2 separate regions of the Sus scrofa genome follow, and region 1 is linked to region 2. Evidence: chromatin contacts called from public HiChIP or PLAC-seq data. All regions are on one chromosome and are shown on one strand. The core of a region is the stretch at or near the end of the contact, and the rest is flanking DNA. Distances in the headings are between cores, read along the strand shown.

Region 1 (2,967 bases), core at 46-2,545, 320 kb after region 2:
GCAGGTGGGGGAGGAGGTGCTTGGTAGCATTTAGGACTTCTAGAATCAGGCTTCTGGGTCACCTTTCTAGCAGGTGTAGGCCTCTCTGTTTCAGATCAACTCCTTTTCACACAGTAGATTCACTATTTCCACAGCTCCAGCCAAGACAGGGAACTTTTAAAGCCGGAAGGGTGTGTGTGCTGGGAGGAGGAGAGAGTTCAGAAACTTCGGAAATCTTGGGCCCCCACCTAAGAATTGCTGCCTCTGTATGGTCTCTAAATCAATAAAACAGCAGCTCATTAACTCTTACTTTGTATTTTATTTCCTTTTTCAAATCTAGATGTAGATTTTTGCAGTCCTACTCCCAGTCACTGTCAGCTACGGTTCCTTTACTTTCCTTCCAGTGCCCTCCCCACCCATCTTTGCTTCTTGAGTTGCAGGGATGGGATTGTTGCACTGAACAGTTTCCAGCCCTCAGCTTTCAAAGTCCTTACATGAATCTTTAATTTGGAGATCTGGTGTCTGGGCTGAAGGGAGGGCTCTTGTACCTGAAGCGGCTCTAGTTTCCAATAGGGTGTGTGTGTGTGTGTGTGTGTGTGTGTTTGTGTGTGTGTGTGTTTGATGGGTTAAGTGGTAAGATCTTTTCCTTGGGCCGCCCATCCCCACCCCCAAAACTTGCAAGTAAACATACCTGTACTTATGTCTGCATCCTGCAGATATTTCAATTTCTCTCCCTACTTTTCCATTGTACCCTTATGAAGTATGCTTCATGCTCTCTGGAGGATATACAAAAACACTTTAACTCACTTTCCTCCCCAATTCTTGGGCCTCCCTAGGCAACAATCTCCTGAAGGCCAATTTCCATTTATTTCTTCTCAACAGCTTTTGTTAGGTCTGTCAGGGGAGGCAGTAAGGAGAACTTAACTACTTTTATTTCCCTCCCACCCCTCCCCCTCCCCCCTTTTAAGAAAGCATAAGAAAACCAGTTTCCCAGGGAAGCCATCACTGTGAGTCCCAGGAAGTGGCCCACATGATTTCAGTTTAATACTGGAATTACTGCTCCCCTCAGTCTCCAAGCTCATTAACAGGAAGCTAATAGGATCTGGGATTAGGGTAAAGAAGGGAATCTGGGTATTTTCTCAGTTCCTCATTTTTTCCGCACCTTTCTTAGGCTCCTCCACTTCCTCTCCACCCTTCCAAAATTGTGTGTATTCCCCTTTAAGGGGCTGGGCATCTCTCCCGCCCTCTTTAGAGTCGACACCGAAGTTTCCGAGGAGCCTTCTCTGGCTGCACTGGACACACCTTTCAAAGACCCCAAATCGTGCTCCGTGCACCACAGATGCTCCTTTCCCTTGAATCCTCCCCCTGCCCCTCTCAGCTTCCCTTCTCTCAACTATCAGATTCAGCCTCTCCCCAAAGGGCTTGAGCATCCTCGCCCCTCGAGTGCTCCATCCCCGGATGGAGCCAGAGAAATGTGGTGGGGGGGCCGGGGCCAGAGTTTCAACATCGCCCCCCAGAAGGAGGAGCCAGAGATGGGGGTAAGGAGTGGAAACTTGGACTTGGGGAAGGGGGGCATTGGCAAGAGGGTGTAAATAGGGGTGATGTGGAGAAAGAGGGAGGAAAAGGATCTTGAGGAGGAGGAGGGTGTGTCTCATATCAACCTCGGTTGATGGAGCTTGGTATTTTTCAGTCTCAAGTTCATTGTCTCATTATCCATTAACCAGCCCCTCCCTTTACTATCTACCAACCCCAGTCCTGAGCTCAGTTTCCCCTGAGACTGAGTGTAGGCCGCCAAAGGTGGCTGCTGAAGTAACCCTAGACCCCAGGATTGGAGAGGCCTGGGGATTAACCCTACACTCTTCCCAGCTCTCGGGACCAAAGTCTGTCCAGGGGCGTGCAATGCCAGAGCCCAGAAGTCGTCAGCTTGGCAGTTGCCTGGCCTCTGGATGTCTCCCAGGTAATAATGCCCTTCCAATACTTCTGATCTCCAAAGACTCCTCCATATTTCGTCCTCCTCAAACCTTGTTTCAAATCTCACCACCAAGATACCTCTGCATTCCTCTCCTGGCTCAAAGTGCTTCTGCCTGAGGCTTGCTCTCCTCTCTGTCCAGGGCCGGCTACAAGCTTGAACCTTGATGGCTCGTCTTGTTTTCTTGACCCTGTTAGTCCTTTTCTCATTTACTTATTCCGTAAATATTGGAGTGACTACTATGTGTGAGGCACTATCTAGACTCTAGAGTAAATGAATGTAAATTCTCTCCTCCTAAGCTTTCATTCTCATGGGGTGAGGGGAGGATCTTAATCTTCCCTCTTTAGATTCTCCAGTCTGAGAGGAGTGGGTGTATGCAAGTGTGGACAACGCAGGGAACAGTCATAACCTCGCTTCCATTCTTGCCCTGCAGGGGAGCAGATCCTAGCATGGGCCCCAGGGGTGAGGAAGGGGCTGGAACCTGAATTGCCAGGAACCCTGATTTGCAGCAACTTGAGGGTCACCTTCCAGCCCTGTGGATGGCAGCGGAGTCAGGTGAGATGGTTAGGGCAGTAGAAAGGACAACTTGCAGGAAGTGGGTAAGGAAGTCTAGAAGATTTCGACAAACATTACAGGAAGTGTGATAATAAGTTATGCTTAAGGGCTGTCTTCTGAGAGTATCAGGGATAGTCCATGGGGACGCTCTCCAGGGAGGCTAGAGCTGCCAAGGTAGGATATGAACGAGACTCCAGACCACTTCAGCATCAGTCATGTGCTTCCTCTAGGAGACTCCCCTGAGCAGTGAGTATGATTTTTCCCTGGCCAACATTGGACGATTAGAGGCTGGTAAGTGTGGGGGTTTGGTGAAGGGGCTCACTGGGGTATTGGGACCCCTCCTCATCCTTCCTCTGTTCTCAGAGGACAGCCTGAGTGGATGGAGTGGGATGCACTGGAAGTTCCTCCTAGAGGGACTCTGATCCAGGGCTACTCCACTCTCTAACTCTTGACTTCAGTGAATG
Region 2 (2,712 bases), core at 178-2,677:
CTTCATTTCCATCAGCATGTTTTTTGCTTTTGCCGTAATCTTTCTCTGAACCTCTAACACTTTTCCATCTCTTGCTTGCTTCTCTAAGATCCCAAATCTGAGTTCATGTTTCCCATTGGCCTTGTCCCACACCAATCCCTCGATCAGCTTTTAATATGTCATGTACTACCTTCCCCCTTACTAGCAACTTTCTAACTTGATTTTCCCTTTGGGTTTTTTTAAAATCTTGGATAGAATGCAGGTTCGTCATCAAAGATATGACTGCTGATGAATAACCTTCATACAGTTAAATTTGGGGAATAACTTCATTTTTAAGATAGAAAAATGAGGGGCTGAGAAGTTTCAAGTCTGTGAACACCTCAACTGGCACTAGTTTGAGACAACCTATGCCAGGGGAAGAGACAAAACAACCACCCTTCTCAAGAGAGTTGGTCTAGCCATGATTCTGGTCCCTTGGCAGTTACCTGTTTAGGGTCCTGTATGCACCTTCCACGTTCCCTTCCTGTACCATCACAGTCCTGGCAATGAACTTCAGATGATTTGCCATGACCTTGGATTTAAGTCGTTACTCTGCAGGACCTAAAGTATGATGGCGAAAGAAGTAAACTATAGAGATCAGGTAAGAAAGAGAAACACAACAGAATACAAAACCACGTGGCTTATTTATGGGTCTGGAAATGCATCGGGCTCTGGAATATGCGAGACAGGGTCAAGTCCTCATATTCTAGAAAGTACACGCGACTCCCTCATTCTCCTTGCCAATACAAACCCTACCATAGCGATGAAAAGAGACGGTAGCTGGCCGTCCTCACAGAAATTTACTTGCCTAGACAAGGGCCAACTGGGACACTTTGCAGGCGTTCCCCTCCCCCCTAATTACCGCTCACGGTCACAGGACGGTTTGGGGTAGGAGTTGGGAAGGGAGTCCTTCTTGGTGTTTAGGAACGAGGCCAACTGCGCCCTCCCGCCCCAATCTCCTCACTTCCCCCAAACCCAGGACGAAGCCCTCGCTCCTCAGCGCCCCGCCGACGCGAAGCCCGCCTCAAGCGGAAGCGGAAGTTACGTAATCCCCAGCGCCGCGCGCAGACAAGAGGACCCACCCGAGAGAGGAGCTAAGTGGAAACTGTGGAAACCGTGGCAACATTCCTTTTGGCCTGGATCGAAGGTTTCTTCACTCCCCCGGCTCATCGTCAACCCCCGGGCTTGAACTCAACACCTGGCAAAGCAAAATACTTGCCTTAAATTCCCCTCAAACAGCTTCTTCCGTCTTCTCTTGGAGTCGCCGTCCTTCGGCCTCTGAGGTCAGCCTGATTTCCGTACCCCTTAATCCTATTAAATCTTAAATAGATATCTAATCCTTTTCTTTTTCTGGAAGGAAAATGAGAGAAACAGGCGAAGCTTCCTGAGCATGCTTCCTGTTTTCTCTTCGCAAAGGACACAAATTCATTGAGGTCTGTCCTCCGGATGAAAAACAGCTTTACACCCCTTATCTGCCTGAAAACTTAGGAACAGAAAGGAAATGAACATACTCTGAGTTTCCTATAATAGCACCTTCCCAGCCATTTCACTAAATAAAGTGAAATCACTGAAGGAAGAATTGGGAAACATCTGCAGGATTTAGAATCAAAGACTATTTTATGTCAGCTTCTATCCCATTTGTCTCCAAGTGAAACTTAGAAATATCTCTTTTTTAACTTCCTCGTCACTGTGGAAAAAGCTTTCCTTTTATTTTATTCGTATGTTACTTCTACACATATGTCCATCCATTAATGGTTATTCACATAAATTCGAATCTACCGGAAGTGGCTACTGGAAAACAGTAGGGAAAGTCTCAAAAGAAGAAAGCAGGTTCTCAACCAGGTACTTGCGTAATAAGGTTCTTTGAGTACCTCCCCTAAAACACAGGCACATACACACACAGATGTATTCTCGTCAATTATGCTAATAGAATTCACACAGAAACTGAAGCCTGCTTTAGAATAAGCCAGGTTCAAAGTACCAAAATAGAGCTAGGTTAGGACATGACTATGCTCATCAGCAAGCTTTTATTGAAAGCCTAGTTTGTATCAGGAACTGTTGATAATATTTCAGTGTGTCTCAGACTAACAAAGCACAGTAAGTAGGTGTAAAAGATAAATAGTAAAACAAGGTAGAATATGGTAAATGCAAAACACATTATATAGGCGACAACATAATATGGTGAAAAAGCACTGGATTGGAAGTCAGGAGATCTGGATTCTATCCAAAATCCGATACTCATCAGGCATTTGACTTTGAACAAGTCTCTTAAACCAGAGGTCTGCACAGTACTGCCTACAGGTCAAGTCCAACTCCGCTTTTGTTTTTGTAAATAAAACTTCATTGGGGAGTTCCCTTGGTGGCACAGTGGTTAATGAATCCGACTAGGAACCATGAGGTTGTGGGTTCTATCCCTGGCCTTGCTCAATGGGTTAAGGATCCGGTGTTGCCATGAGCTGTGGTGTAGGTTGCAGACGCGGCTCGGATCCCCCATTGCTGTGGCTCTGGCGTAGGCTGATGGATACAGCTCCGATTCGACCCCTAGCCTGGGAACCTCTATATGCTGCGGGAGCAGCCCTAGAGAAGGCAAAAAAAAAAAAAAAAAAAAAAAACAAGAAAACAAACAAACTTCATTGGAACACAGCTCTACTGTTTGTTTATATATTAGGTATAGCTGCTTTGGGCTACATTGGC

What was found. HiChIP or PLAC-seq counts read pairs in DNA pulled down with a chosen protein or histone mark.
Region 1: a contact with region 2 is called in an H3K27ac HiChIP or PLAC-seq map of alveolar macrophages. The contact joins the promoter of MTMR11 here to the promoter of MRPS21 in region 2. A contact is called at or near these places in 1 of 5 promoter capture datasets (fetal liver), 1 of 47 Hi-C or Micro-C datasets (heart right ventricle) and 1 of 2 datasets of contacts at active chromatin or transcription factors (alveolar macrophages).

Annotation. Positions count from the first base shown.
Region 1 is chr4:99,113,879-99,116,845 of Sscrofa11.1, forward strand. It overlaps MTMR11 (myotubularin related protein 11), which reads left to right and starts at 1,296. Exons shown (of 17, transcript NM_001243446.1): 1 at 1,296-1,517; 2 at 1,846-1,936; 3 at 2,382-2,503; 4 at 2,734-2,794; 5 at 2,962-2,967. The coding sequence starts at 1,452.
Region 2 is chr4:98,793,796-98,796,507 of Sscrofa11.1, forward strand. MRPS21 (28S ribosomal protein S21, mitochondrial) reads right to left here and starts at 1,428. Exons shown (of 3, transcript XM_013988092.2): 1 at 1,238-1,428; 2 at 465-579. The coding sequence starts at 547.